Linked DNA regions of Mus musculus: regions 2, 3, 4 and 5 are each linked to region 1. A link is a contact called in public Hi-C data. All regions are on one chromosome and are shown on one strand. Each heading gives the region's core, a stretch centred on a gene start, on an enhancer-like site or on the middle of the called end of the contact. The rest is flanking DNA. Distances are from core to core; before and after follow the strand shown. Region 1 overlaps Gm31195 (a long non-coding RNA gene). Region 2 overlaps Eya1 (EYA transcriptional coactivator and phosphatase 1). Region 3 overlaps Eya1 (EYA transcriptional coactivator and phosphatase 1). Region 4 overlaps Eya1 (EYA transcriptional coactivator and phosphatase 1). Region 5 has its middle 50 kb from the start of Eya1.

Region 1 (2,773 bases), core at 146-2,645:
CTCTGAAGGTTTCTGATCTTTGCTACTAGAGGCCAGCATACAGGTGTTAGAAATCTAGACAGGTGGCAGCAAAGGGCTTTGGGCAGGCTAAGCCTCAACCGGACACCATCAGTCAGAGGTTGTTTATGACTAGGGATCTAAAGACCTGCAAATACATTCTGCCTACGCCAAAGCACCTGGAAGCTTACAGGCTGCAGCACTCCTAAATAGATTAAATGTTCTATTCTACAGAGACCAGACACGGCTGATAGAGAAAAATCCAACAGGAAGAGTGAGAAGTATATTTTATTAACTGCCAGGAACTGGGTACTAAAAACCTCATTGCTTTAAGTAAAAAAAAGTTCCCTTGACTGTGCTGGCTATAAAAGGGGCATGTTGACCCTTTATCTCTTCGTTCTTTTAAGACAAGCTATATAAAAAGAGGAAAATATCAAAGTGACCTCAAAACATGAAGGAAAAGACACATTCCAATAAAATGTCATTTTCTTTTTCTTGTTTTCAAATTACCTTCCCCCCTCACTCCTGTGTTCTCTTTCCTCTTTGTGTCAGGACATTTGACCTGATGTCCTGTGTTCTTCTCTAAGACATAGCCGTGTGGATGTTTCTTAATGTTAAGCTTGTTTTTGTGTTCTGTTTCCCTAAACATGAATCCATTGTTTTGGAGTCAGAAGAACATATTGGAAATGGTAGTGTGCATCCTGCATGAGCGACTGAGAGTGCATCTGAGGAGTCTGGGGAGAGTTAATTGCTGACTCCTTGGAAAACTTGAGCAACAGATTTGGCCTCTGGCAAGGCAATTTTATAAAAGTAAGGACAAATAGTGAGCCAGACTGTCTCCCAGCTATGCCAGACGAAAATCTGTCTCTCTGTCTGTCTCATGCATGCATGCATGCATGCAAACATATATACACACAGACACAAAGATACACAGTTATTCATGCATACAGTCATTACACTCTCATACACATACACAAACATACATGCACCCACAGACACGTTACCTATATCACCAGTGAAGTTTAAGTTCATTTTTCTAGAACCACTCAACAAATTATCTTCTAGTTAAAAGCTGCCTGCATCAATTTTGACTTTCTTCATGTAGATTGTTCAGCACTGGGGTTTAACATCCTGACCTAACATTTGACATATTAATCCTAATTTTAATCCGATACCAAGGCATTCTGTTGTACTGAATCAATTCAAGTTAGTTCAGAATTAGGTTGCTCCCACCCAGAATCAATAGCCCCACTGTTACCTTTCTCCAAAGCTGACCACCCAGTTTTGTGAGGATCTGCACTGACTTAGAAAATCTGCCACTACTGGAAGAACCGGCAGCTCAGATGCAGCCTGTCATTCTTCCGGTCTATACAATACCCGCTCTTTGTCTGTCGTCTCCTGAATAGCCTGACAGAACTCTGGCCTGCCAGGCAATGAGATCTTTATTCTCCTGGAAGGAATGCTTTGCACACCAACATTATTAAGAAATTTCTGGACAATGTTTAGTGGCTAAAGACTAATCCAAGGTTCTATTAAAAAGGCATCTGGGTAATTAAAAGCACATTTGTTCTCAGCCTCCTCCCAATTTGTCCATTAGTGGAATAAAAGTCCAGGACAAAGGGTCATGTGGTTCGGTTATATTTTACAAGAATTCTTCAGGAAGTTGAAAACACATGAGCGTTTTCCAAAGATACATATGTTTATGGCCTCCTGGCACAGCAACTACAAAGGTCCCTGGCTTTAAGTGGAGGCTGCTTGTGACCAGTTGCTATTGCAATCAAGAAACTTGTACTGAATCTTCACAATTTGTCCCTGAAATGATCAAGTTTGTTGTTAGAAGGCTCCCCAAACAGGGACAAGCTGGCACATTATCTCCTTTGGGTTAAGGTTAAAAAGAATCGCCTCCCTGTGTGTTTATCCATTTGAAAAACGAAACAAATAAGCAAAAAAATTCAAATACTTTTATATGCTTTTACCTTACAGCTGAAGGCTCTTCTGAGCTCTCTTTCTAATGGATTTTTCATGCATTCAGAAACCCCAGGCACCAAATTTCTACATTACTACCTAGCAAAGTTCAGTTTTCAAAACGATACATTCTTTGTCATTCCTATTAGTTTGTCTTAAAAGCTGGATAGGTTGAGAAATTCATAGCTATGTGTAGATAAAAGTTTAAAACACCTTTAAAAGTACCTTAAAATTAAGTGAAGACTTAGTATGCTTCTGTAGGCTTCTGTTAAATCACTAACAGTGCAAGGATCTGGAATTCATCAGGATTACCATGCTACAGTGTGTGTGTGTGTGTGTGTGTGTGTGTGTGTGTGCGCGCGCCTGTGTGCATGTTTGCAGACCTTGAGAAAGTGGGATGCTGGCAACAACAAGGACACAATCAATGTCGAGTGGTTAGGGAGGGTGCCAGGTAGGCAGACAGACAGACAGACAGACACACACACACACACACACACACACACATACACACACACACACACACACACACACACACACACACACACACACACCACACACACACACACACACACACACACACACACACACGAGCACACACACGAGCACACACATGAACACAGATTGGAGAAGAAAGAGAAACGGAGACTCTCAACTCGGGTTCTACCACCTGTTTTGGATATATCAGATCAAGATGTAAATTTTGCTTACTGTTATTCGAGTGCTTCCTAAAGGCCAGGCTAGGTATTTCTCTGGATCAGCATATCAAATTCTGACAGGGGTATAAATCATCCTCATTTTCAGATGATGCTTA
Region 2 (2,700 bases), core at 111-2,610, 370 kb after region 1:
ATTTCCCATATGCTTGAAAGACATGTGTGTGTCACCACACCTAGCTACTATTAGTAAAGAATTGCCTAAAGCTGGGGAGACATCCTATGGTGTCCACATATGTAGCTTGTTTGAGATCTTGTGTTCCATCTCCAGGGCTTCAGAACAACAGCAAGAATATCTACTAACGACCCACATCAGCTATGAAAACTGTGGGTAGACAGGTAATATGAAAGAGGGAAAACTGGTCTACTTTTTCAATACAAGCAATAAGCCATAACAAGAGTGTTGGGGTCCTTCCTCGCTGATGTTCACAGGCTAGTTCTCCTGATGCAGCAATGAGCGACGTGACACCTTGTTCCTTATTTTAGTACAGGCAATGTCATACCTCAAGGTCAGAATCCGGGGGAGGGGAGGGATTATTGTTTCTTCTGCCTCGGCCACGTGACTTCCCATCTGAACCTCGACGCAGCCGCTCGGAGTCAGTCTCTTTAATGGGTGTGGAAGGACTGTGGATTGTACTGTACTCTGTAAGGACATAAGAACTTTCAAGTCCCGCTATCATGGTGCCAAGAACAGCTTAATTCACAGGGAAGTTACATTCCATTTAGCTTTAATCCAACGTTTTCTTTTACATGCATTAGGAAATAGCTCGACGGTGGTGGCACACGCATTTAATCCCAGCACTTGGGAGGTAGAGGCAGGCAGATTTCTGAGTTCGAGGCCAGCCTGGTCTACAAAGTGAGTTCCAGGACAGCCAGTGCTATTCAAAGAAACCCTGTCTCAAAAAACCAAAGGGGGAAAAAAAAGGAAATAGCTCAGGAGATGTGAGAATCTAAGACTTGTTTTGAAAGTACAGTGTGACCATAAGCCACTCAACTTTGACTAAGCTTGTAGGACAGCAGGTTGTCCTGGATTGCCTCTAGTTTCCTGGGGTCTCTGTGATGAGCTGACGCTTCCTTCCCAATGGATGATCTCCACTGCTCCCTCCCCAGTGCTCTGTACCACTTCACCCTGACTCCATAAATGGCTCTTCGCCATCCAGGGAGCCTGATATTTGATTCAGCTCTGGCTCCCGCAGTTACAAACAGGATTCTGGTTCATGGAGAGAGATGAAAAGCCAGCCAGCCCCAGGGCAGGGAAATCTGAGTCATAGGGAAAAATGTTTTTTTTTCCAACATTGAAAATCACCACTTTCTCCCTTATTGTATGTGAGAATAAGACAAAGAATTGAGGCAGGCAGCAGACTTTTCGACAGTGCCCACCTGGGTTCTTCTTGTGTTGTAGCCTTTTTAAAGCAAACATCTAACACTAGGCCTAACATTAAAATTACTCATCTGGCTTCCTCAGAGAAACCACTGGCATAAATGCATAGAAACCACAAAATGAAGAGCAACTCCAAAAAGGCTGGAAGCAATAGCTGAGCAGGTGCTGTAGACTCTGAGGAAGATTCTAATCCCGTGTGCAGAATGAACAAACCTGCCACTTTCACCTCCTATTCTGGTCAGGACTCCCATCAGATAATGTCTCCTTTGCCAGACGTCCAGATGGCCCTGTGGTGATTTTCCCCACGAGGCTCAGAGCCACATTTCTTCACTAGATAAAGATGAGGAGCTCTCTATTTGATATGAATACTTCTTCCTCACTGTGATCTTGTTGATCATTCATTACCAGACAGAAAATACAAGGGCAACAGAAAGCCTGGCAGCCTTCGATAGTACACCTTGGGTCCTAAGTCTACCTTATCCACCACAGGTCCTCTGAGGTCAAAACATGGCACCAACATTGTTTCCAAACTAAAAAATGCATCTCTGATCTTTGTGAGAGAGGATCCACAGCAGCAGACTTCCACAAGTCATTTCCATATCTCAGCCACTTGCTCTGCATGTCTTGTTAAATATTAACTCACCAGATCACCAGGACTCAGCAGAGACACTTGTGTGTCCTTTTCATCACAAACAGAATTATGAACTCCCTTATATAAATGGGCGATGGGACTTTCCTACCCAGAAGCCAACAATATGACCTATAAGCCACTCACTCATTTGTTTTCCTAAGACAGTCCAAACAATGCCTCTTGTCAGGTCTGCTTAGGATTTGTTTGTAAGCTAACTCATTTCATAGAAATGTTAGACTCAGGCATAAAGAAGAGTAATATTATGTCATTTTCAGAAAAATTGATGAAACTGGAGATTATCATATCATGAGAATCTAGATTTAAAAAAGACAAATTTCTGCATTTCTTTGTTATATAAAACATAGATTCAAAATATATGACATGGAAGCACATGGGGACTAGTCTCCAAAAAGAAGGACACACTGTAAAAAAAGTATATGGTAATAAAACCCAATACACATACATACACACACATACAGAGAGAGAGAGAGAGAGAATATAATTGTCACTCAAGTCAACACTAACATTCTTTTTCTGCAAAGGCAGCCACACCCTCTGTTTAAGTATTCTAAGCAAGGAGAACAATGGGCTCCAAATGAATGTTTTAAGTAGTCAGACAGATTCAAAGTTGTATTTTCGAGGAAAGTTTAGCCTTCCATTTTAAGAAACATTCCACAATGTGTGGAATCTGGGTGGTCCCCACCTAAAGAACATGGGGCAGTCTCCACCATGGCTTCAATATGAAGCATTCTTTTGAAGAGGTTAGCATTAGATGCAGCATCTTATAGGCTAAGTCCTTCACTGTAAGAGCAATGATAAACCTG
Region 3 (2,792 bases), core at 178-2,677, 430 kb after region 1:
TGGGTACCTCCCTTTCCCCAACTGTCACTGGGTATTATATACTCAGATGAGAATAAAGAAAGAAAAAGATTATAATAATTTCAGCAGCACCCTGGGTCCAGGGGCCAAGCTTTATAATCACCTTCTCTCTTCATACAGTATCTCTTTAAGCATGAGAAATTAAAATATTTTTCTCCCACTGGTTGAGTTGTAGGCTAGGAAAATATTCTGCCATGGAACTACATCCCTGGCTCCAAACGCATTTTTGAAGGTACAGAAAACAATGTTAAAATCTATCAGAAGCCCCAGATTAAAGCCAAGCTTACGCTGCCAAAAGAAATGTGAGGATCTAACAGGAAAAAAAAATCAATCAGTGGGCCTTCCCTAAGGAATGCCAAATCAAATTAAGCAAGGTTTCTCAGGAATAACTCAAGGAGGCAGGACTTAATCATGATTACATTAAGAAAACTAGTGCCTTGGACATTACTGTCGTCCGTGTATGCTTCTCCTGAAGAAGCAAGCCAGCAGGAGAAGGATAGTGTAGGGGTAGCAGTGAGCAGCAATTTCAGAATAAATGTGGAAATTCTACCATTCTTTACAAAGTAAGTAAGGTGACACATGAAAACAAGAACCCCTCTTTTTATACTATAAATGGAGACTCTTGACTATCAGCCCACTGCGACAAGGTGAGATTAGCTGGGACAGCAGTCAGCCAACTAGGCCCTGCCAGGTTCATCAACTTCTGGACGAACTTTAAATGTTATGGTCATGAAAACACATCTCCAAACTAACAGGGCAATCAGAGAAGTGTTCAATCCATAAGTGATCATTCTCCCATATATAAGTTCATACCTAAATGATAGCTCTGCTTGCTGGACCTACGCCAGCCTGTGCTGTGATGGATTTGCACAGAAAAACACATGGCTGCGGAATGGCATCAGGCTGGGTGAGCATCAGTCCTGAACCCCCCACTCTAGCCACTCCCCCTCCCCAGACAGTATCTAACCTCATCTTCCTGCCGCTCCTTGCTTGGCATAAGCCCAGACACAAAGGGACTTGAGAAACCCACTTTGTCAGTCTTCTGCTTCCCATGCTTGCTTCCTCTCAGCTGTGACAAAAACCTCATCACCTCTAAGAAACATCCCACTGTCCTCATTCACTCCCTTCCTCCAGACCCATTCAGAACGTGCATCAAAACAGCGGTCTTCCCAAATCTCTGTCTGTTCTCCCCTGCCAACCTCAGCAGCCTCACGTAGCCAGTGTGGAACCCAGGGCCTGCCATGCCACGGCTCCACTCTGTGGGCTGTGTGGGTTCCGATTCCCTAACGAAGTTTTATCAAAGCTAATCACAGAATGGGCTCATTTGCATGGCCCACTCCAGCCAGCTGCTCTACACAGTGAGCATGATAGAACAGACACAGTTAACATGCATGGGGCAGTCTCTGTCTTCCATTTCAATCTCCATTGATCCTTTCCCACATTCCTCCGTCTGTAAGCCACGCCTCATTCCCCACCCACATGTCCTCAGCAACTATTTTATAGAGAATACTGAAGCGGCATTAAATTGTTCCTCTTCCTGCAACATGTCGGCTGATGAAAACAGTTAAAAGTTCCTGTCCTTGGTCAGGGATTGCTTTCTGCACCAGCACCTTCTTCCTCCTCGGGTCCCTCTCTTCCAGGCTTCCTTTGAAGCGATACCTCACTGCTTGGCTTCACAGGATCTTCACTTCTCACAAAGCAGGTTCTCTTCTACCCAGGGCCATGGGCTGGACTCCCTGAACACATTGTGTATGCAGGGCTCAGAACAGAACACAGGGCCTTAAGCTACTTTGTGCTCTGCCCTACCTCTCTCCTCCTTATTCATGGACTGTCTCTCAACCACAGTCCTTTCCAAGCTGTCTTCCTGGGCACTTGCTTTTAAATTGTCAGCATCAACTGCCTTTTCTACTCCACTAATCCTTCGGTTACTTCCTTACACGGCTTTTCCCAATTTCCCACATTAAACTTTTCTTGGTTTGACTCTTTTAAGCCTTCTAAATAAACCCTTTTCTGCAACAGTTTTCCTTTAAGTCATTGATTCCTTTTTTCTACTGTACTATCTTTCCTCTCCCCCTACCCCCCACCCCCCACCAGATTGCTTGCCTCTGTCTACTCTGGGGTTCCATAATTCTAATTCCTTCCTACCTCACTCCATTTTCTTTCACAATAATTTTTCTGGCCATCCATACCTTTGAAAAATGATTTTTACATAAACAACTCCTCAATCTTCATCCATATACACACAATGTTGTCTGGATTAAACCTGACCCACATCCTGACTAAACATACCACCACCTCCCTCAGAAGCCTTAGCTTTTATGTCACACAGACTGGATGTTTCCCTTCTGGTTGGATTTCTCCTGCCACCTCATTTCTTAGATCCCACTACCAAGCGTTATGGCTTGGATCTTGAGCATGCCTCGGAGACTGATGTAGAGACACGATCTCCTCTGTATGGTGTTACTGAAGGTTGTGAAACTTTAATTTTGTTATTCTTCCTATCTTTTCATGTCCCCACCATGAGATGAATGATTTTCCTGTACCTTATGTTTCAAACATGATGAAGCGCCCTTCCTCTGACAAGAACCTGAAAAGCCAGGATGTGGCCCACTGGAACACTGATAGAGTGTTAGCCAAGTGTGCATAACACTGGCTTCTGTAACCAAAAATGAAGGTGGGGTAGCATATTGAGTCCACCTGTTCACAGACACATAAAATACATAGTCCAAATACCTTTCTTCCTAGTTACCTCAGGTAATTTGTTACAGTGACAG
Region 4 (2,706 bases), core at 202-2,701, 320 kb after region 1:
CACCCAACCAAGCGCTTTCCTAGAGGAAAGCAGGATCCAGGCAACAGAACACCGTTATCTGTCTATTATCTTTCCAATGTCAGGCCTTCCTCTGGGCTTGGCTGTCAGCACATCTCTGTAGCTAATGCTGGCATTGTTTCTTCTCACAGAGGAGATCGGTGTCTGGGTCTCGGTTGCCAATAAGGTCATTTGAATGGACAAAGGGACAGTTGATAGTTCTCAAACATGAATGGCTGAGCAGGGCCTGCACCTCTTTCAAATGAGGATCAGATATATCCATGAACAAATTGCTTGTTTGCTTAAACAAATGTCTGCTTTATATTTGTATTTTGCACTAAAATCTTTCATTTGCATCTGACAGAATGTAATATGGCCAGCCTTGGTCAAAGACTCCTTTCAATGCTTTAGTTGCCCACTAAACTGTGAAATTTTTAAATCACTTTAAGAAACAGACTTTTTCCTCTGAATGGGAAAATGCTTTCATGTTCTGCAAAGCTGAATTACTTCTGACTTGTATAGAAAGGAATATTAAATTGCTATATAAATGTGAACAGGTTTTTCTTTGTTTTGTTTTTAATTTTTTTACTATAGTGTTAGGGATCAGGCCCAGGGCTTTTCACAGGTTAGGCCTGAGCTAATCTCACAACTCCTTAGTGGTTATTTAAGGGTGAAGTTTTGGTGGAAAAAATAAAAAGTCTGGCTTGTATACTGTCATCTACAGGTTTCATTGCAAACTTTGGGTTATATAGATTTTTTTTTGCACTAAGTATTGAAAAGCTGAAGTTGTCAGCCTGTCGATAGTGACCCCCACAATGATTTCACTTGGTGACAGTCAGCAATAGTCACAGGTCTTTCAATCCCTACATTGCTTACAAAAACAGAACAGAACATAAGATTATTTTAAAAAGGAGCTTGTTTTTATTATTTTTCATTAAAAAAAGTTTTAGTTTAAGAAGCATGAGTTGTTCTTAGACATGGAATCGGCAGATTTTTTAAAAATGGTAGTAGGCTCAGCTGCCCAGGCTCCATGCATTCCTGTCACGGTAACCTTGTTTTCCTGGTTAACATGGCAGTGTTGACCCAGCTGCCTATAAGAAACTCTATGGCCTCCCCAGCCTCTTCCAATGCACAGATGTTTATCCATTTCATCCAAACCCATTTTCTGAGTACATACACATTGTCTAAGTGTATAAGGAACGCCGCACACTGTAGTCATTGTGGGGAAAAAGAAACAAAGGGCCCCAGGAATGTCTTAATCTGGTAGAAAATTCACATTATAAACAAATAATTGTTTAGTGACCACTGAGCAAAAGCTTTGAAGGCGACAGGAAGCTGGAAGTCAGAGCTGAGGGAGCTGCTTTTGCTCTTTTGTGTTTCCATGGAGTCAGCAGCCAGCATCAGCCTCCTTTGTACTCTGAGGATGCCCATCCTTTTTCTGTCTCACAGTGAATACCCAGGGCACTAATGTGTGCTCAGGGCTGCGTGCTCAGGGCTGCGTGCTCAGGGCTGCGTGCTCAGGGCTGCTCACAGCCAGCATTTCATGAGCACCTCAGGAGAGCCACTCAGGGACCTCATTAGCATATCTGCTCCGTAAGCATTCTTATTTGTTCTTCTCTACCTGGTCCACACTGACCTCTGTTTCCTCCTGGCCAGAAGCAACAGCTTCTAGAGCCCTGCACACAGCCAGGCACTTAGCAGGATGTCTCCTTGTAGAGAGGAGTGCAGATTAGAGTGACCCTAGGCTTGGCTCTCAGCCATTTACCCAAACAACTTAAGCCTGGGTGCTTATGTTTCCTCATTTGTAAAATGTAAAGATGAATATGCAAATTGGCTAGTACAGTTTTCCACATCCAGTGCCTGCCTGCTGGAGGCTTATTTGCATATTGTTGTCATAATGGATCATGGGTAGTTCTTTCCTCCTCTTGAGAACAAGTCAGGACTTCTCATCCTTTTTCTCCTTAGTTTATTATATTCTAACTACACATCAGACGCCCCTCCCAAGTGTGTATTCTCTGGTGGGAAGCTTCTTTTTTCTATCTTTCCAGAATTAAAACGAAAAATCAATTTTTTATACATATTGAGCCAAAACCAACAAAACCCCACTTCCAGTAAAATAGAGAAAACTACCCCGAAGCATTTATTTCCACTTTGTATGGGTTTGTATTAACTTTTGCTTTAACTTACAAAATGCTTGTTGTACTGGCTAGTTTTGTGTCAACTTGACACAGCTGGGGTTATCACAGAGAAAGGAGCTTCAGTTGAGGAAATGCCTCCATGAGATCCAACTGTAAGGCATTTTCCCAATTAGTGATCAAGGGGGAAAGGCCCCTTGTGGGTGGGACCATCTCTGGGCTGGTAGTCTTAGTTCTATAAGAGAGCAGGCTGAGCAAGTCAGGGAAAGCAAGCCAGTAAGAACATCCCTCTATGGCTTCTGCATCAGCTTCTGCTTTCTGACCTGCATGAGTTCCAGTCCTGACTTCCTTGGTGATGAACAGCAGTATGGAAGTGTAAGCTGAATAAACCCTTCCCTCCCCACCTTGCTTCTTGGTCATGATGTTTGTGCAGGAAGAGAAACCCTGACAAAGACACTTGTGTTCAAAGTTATCTAAAAGACTAAATCCAATTGCTCAGAACTGATGTTAAATCATTTGTACGTTGAATGCCCAGCCTTTACCTTCTCCAGCAAAGTTTTATCATTCAGCTGTG
Region 5 (2,700 bases), core at 68-2,567, 500 kb after region 1:
TTCCTTCCTTCCTTCCTTCCTTCCTTCCTTCCTTCCTCTCTCTCTCTCTCTCTCTCTCTCTCTCTCCCTCCTCCTCCTCCTCCTCCTCCTCCTCCTCCTCCTCCTCCTCCTCCTCCTCCTCCTCCTCCTCCTCCTCCTCCTTCTTCTTCTTCTTCTTCTTCTTCTTCTTCTTCTTCTTCTTCTAGCATTAGACCACTAAAATTAACAAATGAGCTTGGACATTGACTTCTTTGAGGAAAGGGAAATGGTTTTGTACACTTCTTGGGCAGGTTTGTTTGATTTTAACCAGTAAACTGCACCTACATATAACTCAAACATTTTTACTTTAATAGATGATTTAAAAATATCTGGTTGCTTGAGCATGAAATGAAGCAGTAAGAAAAGTATTTTTAAAGAATGCTGCTAAATACCCTCCAAAATAACCATCTTTGTAATTTAGACACTTTTGGTAGGGTTGTTGAATATGCTAAATTACAAAATATCTGCTAATGAAATACAGATTTATTTGGGGCTGAAAAGGCACAAGCCAATATGGAGTAGGCCTTTGCTAGGATTCCTTGGTGTGACAAATAGCTCAAAGTGGTATAGACAAGGAGATAAGAGTCTGGCACATAGTAGGTTCTCAGTAAACGTTAGGCCTGAAACCCTAAATGTGTTGACTAGAGAGTTTGTACTGATGTTTCCCAAATCATCCTATGTCATGGAAAGAAGACTTAGCATTTCTGGCCAGTGACTGTGATGCCTCACACGGTAGGTCCTTTACATAGTTACACAGTTCTTATGTGGGTAGCACTGCTGTTTCATTATTCTTAGAGCTTAAAAATAAATCAAACTGTAAATAAGATAATATTAGCATTTACAATTAGTGTTTTAAAATTTGGATCATGTGGGCAAAAGATACATTATACCTTAGTGTTGGCATTATCAATACAACTAAGTGCCCTGTGGCAAATAGCTATGAACATAGGAACTGATGGATAAGGGTGTATGTATATGCATCTTTATACATAAAGAAATAAATTTATGTGCTAAAAATAATTTAAAATCACCATTAAGTCATACTTTAGTATCATGGTCTAAGCTGTTTAAATTTTATTTTGTATAAATGTATTAATCCACAATAAAATGTATTCATCTTATTACAAAAGATATAACTAGTGGCCTCCCAAGAGGTCCACTAATACCTTATGATTTTAAAAGTATTTTAAATTTGTTTTAATTGTGTGTATGTATGTGAATGTGAGTATCCAAGGAGGCCAGAGGCATCAGATCCCCTAGAGCTCAAATTACAGGCAGTTATGAGCCACCAGACGTGAGGCTGGGATCCAAACTTAGGTCTCTGGAGGAACAAAATGCACTCTTAACTGCTGAGCCATCTCTCTAGTCACAGTACCTTGCCATTAATGAAGGCTCCCTGCTAAGTCTTTTACATTAGTTATATCATTTTTTTTTTCTATAACTGTAGGAGAATCATGTAAAGAAAGGACAGACATTATCTCTGTGCCTGTTACAATTGCAGGAAACTGTGGTTCAGAGAAGTGGTGTGCTACCCAGAATCTCACACAGCCTGTCAGGGGGCTGGGGAGCTTATATTAAATGAGAGAGAGAGAGAGAGAGAGAGAGAGAGAGAGAGAGAAAGAGAAAGAGAGAGAAATTGAGAATAGGATGAAAGTCATAAATCAGTAATGTTTGGAATGGTGCCCTGAGTCATCTCCCTGATTTGGGCTAAGAACATCCAATTGTGTCATGTCTAGAAATAACTCATGGTAAATAATTTATCCCCTTGGGGAATACTGGAGCCAGCCCATCTGGGATGCCAGCCAAGGAGTTGTTATCCCTGAAGCCAACCAGGTCTTGGTCTACAAGGTATCCTGAAACAGCCAAAAATGGAGAAGGGTATAAGTGTGGAGTCGGCACAGAGGGCAAGCAAAACTACCTGAGTCATGTGGGAGCACTGCTAACAGGCAAGCTGGGGGATGAAGGAGCAAGCAAAGTCAGAGTGAAAAGCAGAAAGCAGCAGCAGCAGCAGGAGGAGAACAAAGAAGCAAAACCTCCAGGGCACAAGGTCAGAGGTCAGGGTGGGTTGGCTTCAGTGTTTCAACAAAGTCTTTCTAGTCAAGATAGACACCCCAAGCCCTCCAGGAAATAAGAGAAAACTTGCCAGTTACAGATAACCTGGGATGTTATGGTTTATACCGTCCTCTCTCTAATATTAACTTGGATGCTTGAAATCTATTAATACCTCTGTTGAATATAGATCATATTCTCTGAGCTCTGTTAGATATATAGAAGAGATAAAATATAGTCCTTAGTTCTGATGTGTACTTTTTGGTAGGGAGAGGAGGGCGGTTTCTCTGCCTGTGTCCCTCTCTCCAGAGTTTACATTTACTGAGCATCTTTCTCACATGGCCCATGCAGCGATCGTGTCTAACAGTTGTTCTGTTCACCTGTCTCCTGACCACAGCACTCTCTTTAGTCTTCCTTTTGCTTTCACTCTACTCCGAGGCCCCCAAACCAGACCCCAAATTCCTAATGTCACTGTTCGGTAGATGATTTAGATCTCTGGATATTTAGACACACAGGCCTTATTTTTTACAGTTAATTTCAGAATAAAAAGAAGGAATGAAAGAAAGAAAGAAAGAAAGAAAGAAAGAAAAGAAAGAGAGAAAGAAAGAAAGAAAGAAAGAAAAGAAAGAAAGA

Evidence for each region. A called contact is a pair of places that touch in the nucleus more often than the background predicts.
Region 2: a Hi-C map of the N1E-115 cell line shows a contact between it and region 1, with 4 times the contacts expected there. The contact joins two enhancer-like sites. A contact is called at or near these places in 3 of 484 Hi-C or Micro-C datasets (the N1E-115 cell line and uterus).
Region 3: a contact with region 1 is called in a Hi-C map of the N1E-115 cell line, with 4 times the contacts expected there. The contact joins two enhancer-like sites. A contact is called at or near these places in 2 of 484 Hi-C or Micro-C datasets (the N1E-115 cell line and nephron progenitors).
Region 4: a contact with region 1 is called in a Hi-C map of the N1E-115 cell line, with 4 times the contacts expected there. The contact joins two enhancer-like sites. A contact is called at or near these places in 3 of 39 promoter capture datasets (the C10 cell line, cranial neural crest and frontonasal cranial neural crest), 1 of 484 Hi-C or Micro-C datasets (the N1E-115 cell line) and 1 of 9 other capture datasets (embryonic stem cells).
Region 5: a Hi-C map of the N1E-115 cell line shows a contact between it and region 1, with 7 times the contacts expected there. The contact joins two enhancer-like sites. A contact is called at or near these places in 3 of 484 Hi-C or Micro-C datasets (the N1E-115 cell line and uterus) and 1 of 115 datasets of contacts at active chromatin or transcription factors (double positive thymocytes).

The regions. Positions count from the first base shown.
Region 1 is chr1:13,859,861-13,862,633 of GRCm38.p6, forward strand. All of the region lies in intron 1 of Gm31195 (a long non-coding RNA gene), which reads left to right. Among named protein-coding and RNA genes, the nearest start is that of Gm31195, 15 kb to the left of the region's middle. Within about 2 kb of position 1,396, at least 19 of the 459 cell types and tissues checked have an H3K27ac peak or open chromatin away from gene starts, as enhancers often do. A contact at or near this core is called in the N1E-115 cell line, where this site is marked.
Region 2 is chr1:14,231,046-14,233,745 of GRCm38.p6, forward strand. Eya1 (EYA transcriptional coactivator and phosphatase 1) reads right to left here. Exons shown (of 18, transcript NM_001310459.1): 10 at 368-507. Among named protein-coding and RNA genes, the nearest start is that of Eya1, 78 kb to the right of the region's middle. Within about 2 kb of position 1,361, at least 10 of the 459 cell types and tissues checked have an H3K27ac peak or open chromatin away from gene starts, as enhancers often do. A contact at or near this core is called in the N1E-115 cell line, where this site is marked.
Region 3 is chr1:14,287,099-14,289,890 of GRCm38.p6, forward strand. All of the region lies in intron 3 of Eya1 (EYA transcriptional coactivator and phosphatase 1), which reads right to left. Among named protein-coding and RNA genes, the nearest start is that of Eya1, 22 kb to the right of the region's middle. Within about 2 kb of position 1,428, at least 8 of the 459 cell types and tissues checked have an H3K27ac peak or open chromatin away from gene starts, as enhancers often do. A contact at or near this core is called in the N1E-115 cell line, where this site is marked.
Region 4 is chr1:14,180,315-14,183,020 of GRCm38.p6, forward strand. The region is part of intron 16 of Eya1 (EYA transcriptional coactivator and phosphatase 1); the gene reads right to left. Among named protein-coding and RNA genes, the nearest start is that of Eya1, 130 kb to the right of the region's middle. Within about 2 kb of position 1,452, at least 54 of the 459 cell types and tissues checked have an H3K27ac peak or open chromatin away from gene starts, as enhancers often do. A contact at or near this core is called in the N1E-115 cell line, where this site is marked.
Region 5 is chr1:14,358,389-14,361,088 of GRCm38.p6, forward strand. No RefSeq gene overlaps it. Among named protein-coding and RNA genes, the nearest start is that of Eya1, 50 kb to the left of the region's middle. Within about 2 kb of position 1,318, at least 13 of the 459 cell types and tissues checked have an H3K27ac peak or open chromatin away from gene starts, as enhancers often do. A contact at or near this core is called in the N1E-115 cell line, where this site is marked.